Regions from separate parts of the Mus musculus genome. Here region 2 is linked to region 1. A link is a contact called in public HiChIP or PLAC-seq data. All regions are on one chromosome and are shown on one strand. The core of a region is the stretch at or near the end of the contact, and the rest is flanking DNA. Distances in the headings are between cores, read along the strand shown.

Region 1 (5,966 bases), core at 1,096-3,595:
ATCCATGTACAAGCTTATTATTAATAAGTTTATGTAGGGTTACACACGTTTATATATTTTGTAATCTGGGCTCTCCAAATCTGTACTTCCCTGAACCATGAAATATTGTAAAAACCTAAGAAATATAAGGGATAAAAAGAACAACAAAAACAAACAAACTAGAAACAAACTTCCAAACCACATCTCAGACTTGGAAAAAGTGTTTCTGGTTCCCAGGAAATAGCGTAGTTTTCTGGCCAGTCACAGAAGCACAAAGGTCCTTCTAGCTGTTATAGCATAGCCTCTGCTAACAAATAAGGGGTTATAGCCACATCCTATGTCTTGCTACACAGTTGGCTTTTATTTCCCCAAAGCTGTCCTTTGCCAAGGAAACAGTCGCCCCTCTCTCTTTCTCTCCAGCTCTGTCACCCCATATTGAGCTGGTTCTGTACTCATTAAGTATCAGGGCAGCCATTGGAAGACCTTCTCGAGACTGTTGGAGATATTTACTCATCCTGAGCCCTGGTCATGGCTTCAAAGAGTCTTGCAAGAGATTAGGAGAGTTTCTTTGATTAATAATTCCATCCCGTGGTCCATAGGGAGCATTTCCCCAGGAAGGAGAACTTGACCAACAGGTACACATGCAGTTCTGTGAAGGTGAATGCTGGACACTGGAACATGATGGAGGTGGCTGAGGGACCTGACTGGCAGACCCAACCAACCCTCCACATACTCTCCCCAGCTGAAGACGAAGCACAAAGAGACATGACTTTTCCCACTTTCTCTCTCTTTGGTTGTGAGAAACCAGTCTGTAGACTACCAAGCCTCAAAGGCTGGTTGTTGGCATCGGAGCCTACAGTCAGTCACCATTAATCAGAATTCTACCACCCAGACTCACAATGGACATTTTTTATTCAAATATAATTTCTATTTTAAGAAAGGTTTCTTATATAAGCTGGTGTTTCCCTAGCTATTGCATGCATATCTTCCCCCATTCACAGATACAATGCCGCATTACCCTTTTCTTTTTAGAATACTTTTTGTGTTACATGTACAAAAACCAACACACACACACACACACACACACACACACACACACACACACACACACACAAAAGTGGAATGCCCAACACAGCAATCCTACTTGTACAGATATTTCTTCCTAAGAAAATATTCAAGTGTGTGCAGAGTTCTGCCCAGGGCTATTTGCCCCAGTTGAAACACAGATATTTTGCCTGCATCTATGTCTGTACAGCAGCCCCATGCTGGTGCCTGCGAAGGCCAGAAAAGGAGAGCAGATCCCTGGAATGACCGTTATAAATGGTTGTGAGTCACCACACGGGTTGTGGGATTGTACTCAAGTCCTGTGGTAGAACAGCCAATACTCTTAACCACTGACCCTTCTCCAGCTTTACATTACAGTTTTCAATGACTACATACTACTTCACCCGACATTACACCATCATACTGTTTAAATTCTCCACTGAGAACTGGGATACTTGTAATCAAGCCATATTGCAAACATCAACTGGGACAAACAGCCTTGGGCAGAACTCTTCACACACTTGAGCAATTATTTTCTTAGGAAGAAATAGCTATATAAGCAGGATTGCTGAGTTGGATATTTCCATGTTGGGGGTCATTTTGGTTTTGGGTTTTTTTTTCTTTTTCTTTTCCCCCCTGAGACAGGGTGTCTCTACACAGCTTTGGCTGTCTTGGAACTCGTTATGTAGACAGATCAGCCTGGCTTTAAACCCAAAGATCCACTTGCTTCTATACCGCTTGCTCTAGCGCTGGAATTAAAGGCATGTGCCACCTAGCTAGGGACACTTGCACTTTTTCTAAGGGTGTCAATCTATCTAATCAAAGAGCCAGAAACTTAAGAAGACATCTGTTTTCCACCCCCTTAGCAACTCTGGGTATTGCAAAATATCCCACTACCTTACATATTCCTAATAACCCAGGGTCCTTCTACTTCCTCCTAACTGACACCAGCCTGCACAGAGAAGCCCTGTCGGGGCAGGGACTGGCTAAACACTGAGGCCATTCTGGATATCCAGAGTTTCTGGGGTTGGGAGAGAGAGAGTACAAAGACCCCAGGGAATCATCTCTCTCAGTTTCTGCTGGAGGCTGGAGAAACTAAGAAAGGAGAAGCCAAGGGTGTGAGGACCACCTCCTTCTCGCTCCCAGGTGCAAAGCCTTTCTCCTGCTCCCCATCCTCCACCTCAAACAACCTCTGTGGGTGAAAGGCAGCCCACAAGAAAGAGAAAAGCAAAGAGAGGCGCATGGAAGGAACAGCCCAGGCCCACGGGTTAGAAGGGCATTCTGTTCCCACCAGGGACCCCCTTTCAGCTGCAAACTGCTGTATTTGACATTTCAATGCCAGCCTGGGGAGGGAGACTGGAGGGAGACCAGAGTGTGAAGAGAGGCCCAGACTGGAAACCTAAATAAAGCCAGGAAGACAAAAAAAGAAAAAAAATCAGCATGCCTTTAATTCAGCTATTTGTTCTTGCTGTTTCCCTTCAGCAGACTGTGGCATTCAGAAGCAAAAGGGATCTCTCTCTCTCCCTCTCTCTCTCTCTCTCTCTCTCTCTCTCTCTCTCTCTCTCTCTCTCACACACACACACACACACACACACACACACACACACACTTGTGACATTTAAGAACAATGTGCACTTGGGCAGGAATGGGTGGAGGCAGACAGAAAAGAAAAAATGTTTCTAAAAGAACTGAACCTCCCGGACCAAACCTTGAGCTTTGTCTTCCTTGGGAAGGCCCTGGAAGTGATTCCTTTTAATCCCATTGGAGAGGAAGAATGAAAGGAACTCAGATTTGGAAAACAAAACCATGCAGTCTCAAACCTAAGAAAGAGCGTTGGGAAGAAGCCCAGAGTAGTACTGAACCAGGGTACTGGAGGCTGACCCCTCAGCTTAGGGTGGGCAGAGCAAAGCTTCTCTCTCCACCCAGTCCTGACACCTAGTCCTCCCCTGTGGAATGACAGCTCTCAGGGAACCACCCTGTGGATTTCCTCCTCAGTTTGCCTCTAGATTCACCAGTACAACCCAATTTGCAGATGAGAAAATAGAGGTCCAGGAAGATGTAGTGGGAAGCTAAGATCCCAGGTGAAGTCCACTGGGACCAACTCTTAAGAAAGGATGCCTTTAATCCCAGAACTCAGGAGTTAGAGACAGGCAGACTTCTGTGAGTCCCATGACAGCCAGGGCTACACAGAGAAACCCTGTGCAGGTGTGGGGTGTATGGGGAGACAGACAGACAGACAGACAGAAAGGAGATAATAGTGAGTGAATACTATTCTATAGATTATTAGAATTCTGATGTAGGCTGTTCTAATTTCATTTCTGTTGTGATAAAATACCCTAACAAAAGGCAGCTTAAGGGGGAAAGTATTTTTTTACCTCACAATCCCAGGATATATACAGTCCACCATAGCAGAGTGTTATGTCTGGGCAGGGGGAACTTAAAACAGCCAGTCACTTCATATGCATAGCCCAGGGCAGAGAGAGATACACATATGCGTGCTTGTCCACACTCAGATCACTCTCTCTGTTAAATTGTCCAGGATCAGTGCCCCCCACCATGAGCCAGGTCTTCCCTAGCTCATGATTACAACAATTAATCAATTACATCAATTAATGTAATCAATACAATCTCCCACAGACAAGCCCACAACCTGATCTAGACGGTCCCTCATTAAGACTCTCTTCCCATTTGATTCTAGGCTGTCAAGTTGAGCTAACCACGCCACAGGCCTAGAACCCGAGTCCCTTTTCTATGGTATAAAGAGCATCTTATCTCCTTACCCTGCTTCCTCTTCTGTTGTGCAAGACCTAGCCATGTGGCTCCATGTGTCACACAGCCACCCAGCACGGTGCTATTCTCCACCCACAGTAGAACAGGACAGATTGCTGGGGACCCAGATGAAGGGTGCTCTGAAGAAGACAAGGGATGAATACCACTCAGGCTGGAGCAGTGTAATGAGCATAGGGTAAAAAAGGCTTTTAGACACATAAGAATAGCTTAGTCAGGAATCCCACTACACCCAAGGCTGCATATGATAACCAGAACTCAGTGACATCACTCGATCACTCATTCCAAATAACCAGACACGGTCCTAGAACCCCATGACACCCACTGAACCTCTTAGAAGTAAATAAAAGACAGAGAGACTCTTCTAAGTTTATCAAAGAAATGCTTAGCTCTCCACATCTGGAGAGACTCCACTTTGATCTTCCCTGCAGCTCGAGAGTTTCTCCCAGGATCCTGACCCTTGGATCAGAGACTTCTGTTAGAGACTGGACCAGACCTTCAGCTAAGTTATGTTGCACAGGTGAGCAGCCTTGGAGAGACAGGTTTAGGACTATAGTTAAGAATTTAAAGTGTGAACCTTGTGTGGTGACCCTCAGTGTAACAACATATAACTTCCGTTATACTAATTACGTACATCTACCTCCTTGCTCCAATGGGCAGGAAGTGGGTAGGGTTGGAATTTAAGGGAAAATGCTACCAGGGAAACTGGGGTTTCCCTTCATACGTCTGTGTATCAATACGAGGGTTTAGAAATAGACTTAGAAGCAAGCACCAGGGCAATATTACTAAACTTTAAGAGAAAAACAAAAACACAGACAAGCCATAAATCTTAGCAGCTGTCAGAAGAAGGGAGACGGGGGGGGGGGGGGGAGGGGGGGGCCACGCCTTTGAGTTAAGGCTGGAGAAACCGGCCTGTTCAGCAATTGAGGTCTGTGAGTAGCTGTGCAGTGGGGTGGGGGGGACGACTTCTGAAAAGGGTACAGCTATGCAGAGTGCCGAGGAAAGCATGCTTAGTATTTTGGCCAGTATTAAGAGAAAAAAAAGCAGGTGCGGGGGTGGGGGTGGGGGTGGGGAGATGTTTGGGTTTGTTTCTGAGTTCAGACCCGCTTAGTGCTGTGGTAAGGACGTTTCTGTTTGCTTCTGCAGGAGAAGGGGGCTTCTGAGCAGCCTAAGTACCACAGCTCATCTTGTAATCATTCCTCCCATCTTCTCGGTGTCTCCAAGTGAATCAGCCTTTGCAGGGCGTGGGCTCCTGGCCAGGTGATTGGCAGGCCCTGCTGGACTAAGTCTTAAGCAAGATGAAAAAGTATGTGTTATACTGGTTAGTGTACTGGTTAGCTTTATGTCAGCTTGACACAGCAGAATCAGTTTGGAATAGAGACCCACAACTGAGCAAAAGTTCCCACCACACTGACCTATGGGCAACCCTCTGGGGCATATTCTTGATGGGTGATTTTTTTTTTAATGTATTTATTTTTATTTATATGAGTACACTATAGCTGTCTTCAGACACACCAGAAGAGGGCATCGGATCCCATTACAGATGGTTGTGAGCCACCATACATTTGCTGGGAATTGAACTCAGGACTTTCAGAAGAGCAGTCAGTGCTCTTAACCGCTGAGCCATCTCTCCAGCCCTTGATTGATGATAGATGTAAGAGGGCTCAGCTCCCCTGCAACACTCACCAGCTTCAACACTCAAGAGAGTAGGCCCTGTACCTCCCCAGGGGCAGCACAGTAGAGCCTACTCCAAGGGCACAAGAGCAGGAGAGCTGTCTCTGCACCTTACAGGTTTCAGCCGAGACAGCACTAGAGAGCTCACCCTGGTGGGTGTGTGTGCAGGAGGGCTGACGGACTGACCAACTCAACTACCACCCAGACCCAGATCCAACACTTTGAGTTGTTTCACCCCAACATTTACTCCATCTATGAACTGCTGGAGCATGTGAAGGGGCCAGTCCTGCAGACCCAAAGCTGCAGGATCTCCAAGACACAGGGCAGCGAGAGGATGTCTAAGAAGAGTCCTGGTGAGGATGCAGTATTGCTGGTGTAGCAGAAGCCAGAGAACTTGAACCAGACCAATGACTCATGGCAATGAACATTCGCAGGTAAAGATGTGTGGACAAGAGGGTATACTGTGGGACACGCTGTCATAC
Region 2 (5,966 bases), core at 1,664-4,163, 88 kb after region 1:
TCCCCTATGCATTCAAATGGCTGGCTTTGCCCTGTGAGTGTCCACCCCTCCTAATCTCTTCAACAAGACTCGAGTCACACTTGGGTGGGGGATTACACTAAAACCCTCTGTTTAATTTCTTCTGCCCCGGGAGTCACTTAGCCAGTTCCCACCCTGGACAGAGCCCCAGGAAGCCTCTATCACAGCCTCCGCACATCTCAATAACATTAATTTTAACTACAGAAAGCAAAGAAAAAAGAGGTGGCTTGCTTAGGTCTCCAACCCCCTGAATTTATCCACAGGATTCCTTGAATCTTCCGTGGGCCACTGGAAGACAGCATGTTCTTCCTTGAAGCTGTGGCAAGTCACCGCTGTCCCTGTCCCTAGGGCTTTGGTTTGCCCCAGTGGGAGGCCAAGCCAGAAGGCAATGATGCCCCCAGGCCAGTTCTGAAAGACATACTCTTGTTTTCTTTTCAGCTCAGAAGCCTGTTCTCCCAGACAGGGAGGGCTCCCGCATGGGCCACTGCACACCAAGCAAACCTCTCTCTCCCCCAGCCCAGCCCCTGTGGTCCCTCTAAGAAAACCAGACTTCAGTGCCTCTGTGTTTACGCTCCAACCTGCGGCTCGGGCTGTTTGCTCTCAGTGGGCTGTGACCCTACCTCCCAGGATGCTACTGTGCATCTGTTGAATTTGAAGCTTCCTGTCTTCTCATATTTTGTCCTCTTCTCCATCTGTAAATGGCATTTCTCAGGGATGAAGGGAGGCTCTGGACCACAGGTATGTTTCCTGTCTCCGCTGGCCTTGCCGGCTCCAATCAAAGTCAGATGCCTGTGGTGTGCCTGCTCTGCTGGGCTTAGGAGAGAGGTCAGAGGGAAAGGCGCTTTCCCTCCCTGCCCTGCCATGTTAACTGTCTCTGCTGCCTAAGGGCTCCTGCTTCACCAAGCCTAGGACAGCAACACAATGCGGTGATTCTGAACTCTAAAGACCCGGGTTCAAATCCCACACTCAATGGTCATGGCTATTCTCCTCTGGGATGGGGGATGGGGATTAGGTAGTAGGATATGCCACATGAGGGTAGAGAGGGCAGAGCAACGGTCCCTCCCTCGTGTGGGGGTAAACCAGTGGCACCTGGGACGAGGACTAGACCTGGTGAGCCACCCATGATACCAGGGTCTTCCAATTCTATGACACAGGATGTGAGGCAGCAAGTCCTCTCTCACCACAAGGAAGATCACAAGCAACGCTGGTCTCTTGTGCTCACCCCTCCCACTCCCAGAACCACCCTAGACCTAAGACAGCTGACCAGGAAAGGGCAGCGAATCACTGTGCTTCCAGATTCATTTTTATTTTTAAGGAGAAATGACGATATAGACATTTTTAAGGGAAAAATAAAAATTAGATTCTCGACTTTGGAAACCTGCTGTGTGAGAGATTTGACACACAGTCAGCAGCACCTCATCTGGTCTTACTCTTGAGGAAAACAGAGTTAACTCCCGGCTAGGTCAGTAGGAGGGGGACATTTTGTGTCTGACAGATGAGCGAGGTGGGGGTCACATCTGCGTTCCACACCTCAAACAGTTGCTTCCTTTCACCCCGACCCCCATCCTCCCTCACACCAGCCTCTTAAAAGCAACCATCAATCATGACCACAGCAGCAGAGTCTTGGGCTATGAATAGCATGTTATTCCATGAGAGGGACTTCTGTGACTATTAGTCCCTCCTTCTGTCAACCACCCCTGAAAGCTAAGCACGAGGGCTCCCAGTGTCCCCACTTTCCACCAAGGCTCCGGGGAAAGACACAGAGATGGAGATGGTGATAAAAGCAGGCCCGGGCCCTCATTCACTCAGTTCTACCAACCTTTCCGATGGCACCAAGTTGCCCAAGAGCTAGACAGGGCAAAGAAGCAAACAGGAGGTAAGAGGCAACTCTTATGGAAAACCATAAATGCTTCCAGCAGTCCTCCTGGAATACGGATTGATATGAAAGTCATCATGCCTAGTTCTCACAGATTCCAGGTCATACACATCCAGAATACAATGCAGCCAGGCCCAGCAGTTCCTCGTAGGCCAAACACACTACTGCAAACTTGCTTCCCAGGTGATTTGTTATGGGTGGGAACCCTAATCTAGCTACAACTCAATTTAACCATCGGTAATTCCAGCAGAGAGCTTTGAGCTTGTTTGGTGCAGGGGAATTGCCTTTTGAAACAACAGTCTGGAGGCATGCCAAGCCAAGATGTAGCCACAGTTTACCTAGGGCATCAGACAGTGTGTTATTATTTCCTGTAGCCATACCTGACTCTGGCGTGGAGCTATGGACTCTGCAAGGAAGAGTTATGTCCTCCTCATCTGAAGAGAAGCCAGGCTGGTAGGAAGTGTGAGCAAGTGTGTCCTGATAACATCAGGGAGAAGGCAGCATCCAATGGCTTTGACTTTCCATCGATTGGAAAATAAGCAGTCACTGAAAAGCCAGGGCGTCCTAGCATATCTCCAAAACACAAAGGTTCGCGTTCAGTATGTGTCTGTATCTCTGTCCCCTTTTCTCCCTTTACCTAGATGTCTCTCCGTCTTTGGAATTCCCAGAGATGCCTATGAATGTGAGTGCCCTGTCACAGAGCTTCTGAGTTTGAATTCTCACATGGGTTTCTGTCAGGCTCCATCTGCTTCCAGAACTGTGTGCAAACACTTACATCCAAAACCCAGAAAAAAAGGAGGGGAGACATAAAACATTTTTATTTGTTCTGACCAGAAAAGACATATGATCCAGATTGTGTGAAAGAAAGACCGAAAAAGAAAGGGAAACAGATTGTCGGTCCTGGTCACGGCCCACAAGGAGCCTCTCATGCCCAAACAGAGAGGTGCCTGCCTACGAGTAAACCAAGACGCAGCGCGTATCCCACGCCCGACAATGCAACATTCTGAACCACTTCCCTCATACAGACCCGGGATGACATTTTGACTTTCTAACTTGTTGCTGTATGGGATTGAACAAATCATTTAGCCTGAGACTGTTCCCTGCTTTGTACAACAGTGCCTAGGAAATGCTAATGAGAAAACGGGAGTGGTAGCGATAACGGTAATAGTGATAATGCTGCTAGTGGAGGAAAGATGGCGACGGTGGTGATGATTCCGTCAAGATGTGATGGTGGCGATAACAGTAGTGGCCGCGTAGATGGTACAGAGATGATGGTGATGCTGGTAGAGGTGGAGACAGCAGGAGTAGTGATGACGACAGCGGTGATGGAGGCCATGGTGGCGGCTGCAGGGTAACCCTGTGATCCGTGCTGGTGTTCGTGGTAGTCCGTGGTGGTGGTAGCAGAGGCAATAATGACAATAGCTAAGGTGGCGGTGGTGGTGTTAGCCGGAGGTGGTAACAGTGGTGACGGTGGAGATGGTAACTATGGCAGAAGTAATGGTAGTGTTAGAGGTGGTGTGGGCGAAGGCTTTGGTGGTGAAAACAGAGCGACTGTTGGTGGGAGCGACTGTGGAAGCCATGGTTGCCATAGTGCTCTTGGAAGTGGGAGGGGCTATGTAAGCTTGCTCTTTCAGATGCTTTCCCCAGTTTGGTTGCCCTTTAGCAGGACCAGACCAGTCAGTGACAATGTGTCTCTACCTTTCAGAGACATTTCTCCCTAGAGGACTTTCAGAGTCACCATTACATGCTGCAAACCCTTCAGCCCAAGTCAAATAGAACCTAGGTGTGATTTTTAACTCCTCAGTCCTCAGCAAATGGAGCCCAGGCCACCTTCAGGGCTGGGGAAGTGCTGTGTCTCCTCCTCCCGATCTTTCCACTTCTCGCCTCCCACAGGGCCTTTCCACGTTCTCCCCTTCTCCGGTTCACTCTGAAAACCTGACGTCTTGCTGACTCTCTGATGAAAAAAGCAAGAGAGAACACTAAAATACAGATCTCTCTCACCAAAGCCTTCCTCTCCCTGTCCCAGCTACATAACATTTCAACGAGGTTTGAAAAACAAACTGGGAACCAAGGTGCATCTCCTACTCAACAAACTGGAGTTCCAAGAATTTTGAGTCAAGGGCTGAGTGACAATTTATCTGTAGTGAGATCTCTCTCTTTTTTTTTCCAGTACATACTAATTGTATAAAATAATGGTTTTTATTGTGACGAATTTCACACATGCATGTAACACTTTTGAGTAACCCATTTTGAGAATGTTAACTGAGAGCTCCTTTCACTCTTACACAAAAGGTTCTGAAGAACCGAACCGTGAAGCAATTTTGCAGAAACTGTGTTCTGTGGAGGTTTGGGGAAGTATCGGACAGTGGGGATATGAGAGCTGAGTTGGGACCCAAGCTCAAGTCCGAAGCCATGACCAGCAATCCATGCCGTCTCTCACCCCTCCATCTCGCATCTGCATCGCATCTGCAAACTGGGCATTAATCTACACAAAGGTGAAAAGTCGATTTGTAAATGGTGACGGACTCTATAAACATGGGGAGTTTGTTTATTCTCTGGTTCACATAAACATCTTTACTTTTACTTTTATGAAAGTTGTGGGTCTCAGACTGAACTCAATCGTTTTGCATAGCTGGGCATGATGCTGCCCTTCTGACCCTCGCCTCTGCCTCCTAACTGCTGGGGTTACAGGTATGTGCCACCATGCCTGGCTTATGTGTAACTGGGAATTTAACCCCAGGCTTCATTCACGCTAGGCAAGCTTGATCAATTGATCGCTATCCCAAACCCTGAACATAAAGAAAATAAACTTTCTTTCTTTAAGCAAAGGTGTGGCTCCCAGCTGTCCCCATGTGACATCACTGAGCCAACCTCATTCCGTTCCCAAGCACTTTCCTGGGCCCTAGTTTATAATAAGCTCAGTCTTAAGAGAGGGTCTGGGTAGGTCGTCAGTCGTCTTGTCCTGAGCTCTGGCTTGTGATAGAGGTTATCTGAGGCCTCTGGGGTACGTGGACACGTATGTTCATCTTTCTGGGCTTGGCAATCTCTTCTTGGGGAACATTCCTATATCCTTTCTAATAACCCCTTCCCAGTGGCCTGTGTGTTTTATAGGGCAGAGTGAAAAGAGTGAACCAAAAACACCAGAAAGAACAACTGAGCGTCTCAGAGAAGAGATCCTTACAATCTGTTCCCAGGGAGATGCCCGGCAGAGTGTCACAATTCCAGAACTCTCTGCGTTAGGCAATCGTGCAGCCTCTGAGGCTTTTCCTTCTACCCACAATGCCCTCTTTCTAGCCTCCTGACCCGGGGTCATGTGATTTCAGACACTGAACATCATCCTGCCTGCAGAATGGCATAGACACAGCTGTACCGGCTTTGCATATGGTCGTGGGGTGCGGGGTGCGGGGTTGGGAGGGTGGGGGAATGGCTGTGCCAAAAGGTAGAGTCGGCATGTCCCTCTGTTGGCCCCTCTTTGCATCCACCTGACCTCAGCAAGGAAAGGAACTCAATGCAGAACTCAATGATGGATCTGCTGTGCTCATCTCGTTACTTAGCCCACCTCAGAATTCTGCTCGGCTCTCCCTTTCCAGGAAACTTTCCTTCCCACCATCTTCTACACCAAGCCTGCACGTGGTCCCAGAACAGTTCAGTCTCTACACCTCTCCAGGGGCATCATCTTCCTAGCAACAGTTGCCAAGGGAAATTATAAGGATGGACCTAACTCCAGGGAGGGAATGAAGATCTAGAGGGATAAATAACACAACTGTATGGAGGGGTTGGAGGGAGGAGGGCTTGCCACCACAAGGTGAGTAGAGCAACTTCCCCAGTTAGCATGCTGTCTGTTCTCATGTGAGATGCTCTGATGTCCTTTCTACTGAATTTGATGTTTTGCATTCCTGAAATATAAGTTCTGGGAATTATTTATTTCAAAGCTTTTTAGCCCTATCAGATCCAACATCCGATTTGTACAACAAATACGTTATCAGTAACAGTCTCTTGGTCATTCTTAAATGACACTATAGGCATACAACCTAAGTCAATATGTTTTTAAAGATTTATTTATTTATTATAT

The links. HiChIP or PLAC-seq counts read pairs in DNA pulled down with a chosen protein or histone mark.
Region 2: an H3K4me3 HiChIP or PLAC-seq map of the SCID.adh cell line shows a contact between it and region 1, with 11 read pairs. The contact joins the promoter of 4930429H19Rik here to the enhancer-like site in region 1. A contact is called at or near these places in 1 of 39 promoter capture datasets (hippocampal neurons), 2 of 484 Hi-C or Micro-C datasets (embryonic stem cells and uterus) and 3 of 115 datasets of contacts at active chromatin or transcription factors (the SCID.adh cell line, embryonic stem cells and neural progenitor cells).

Annotation. Positions count from the first base shown.
Region 1 is chr7:73,220,401-73,226,366 of GRCm38.p6, forward strand. Gm30075 (predicted gene, 30075) reads right to left here. Exons shown (of 5, transcript NR_166609.1): 3 at 3,804-3,932. Among named protein-coding and RNA genes, the nearest start is that of Gm30075, 15 kb to the right of the region's middle. Within about 2 kb of position 2,346, at least 55 of the 459 cell types and tissues checked have an H3K27ac peak or open chromatin away from gene starts, as enhancers often do. A contact at or near this core is called in the SCID.adh cell line, embryonic stem cells and neural progenitor cells, where this site is marked.
Region 2 is chr7:73,307,467-73,313,432 of GRCm38.p6, forward strand. 4930429H19Rik (RIKEN cDNA 4930429H19 gene) reads left to right here and starts at 2,914. Exons shown (of 3, transcript NR_105062.1): 1 at 2,914-4,389.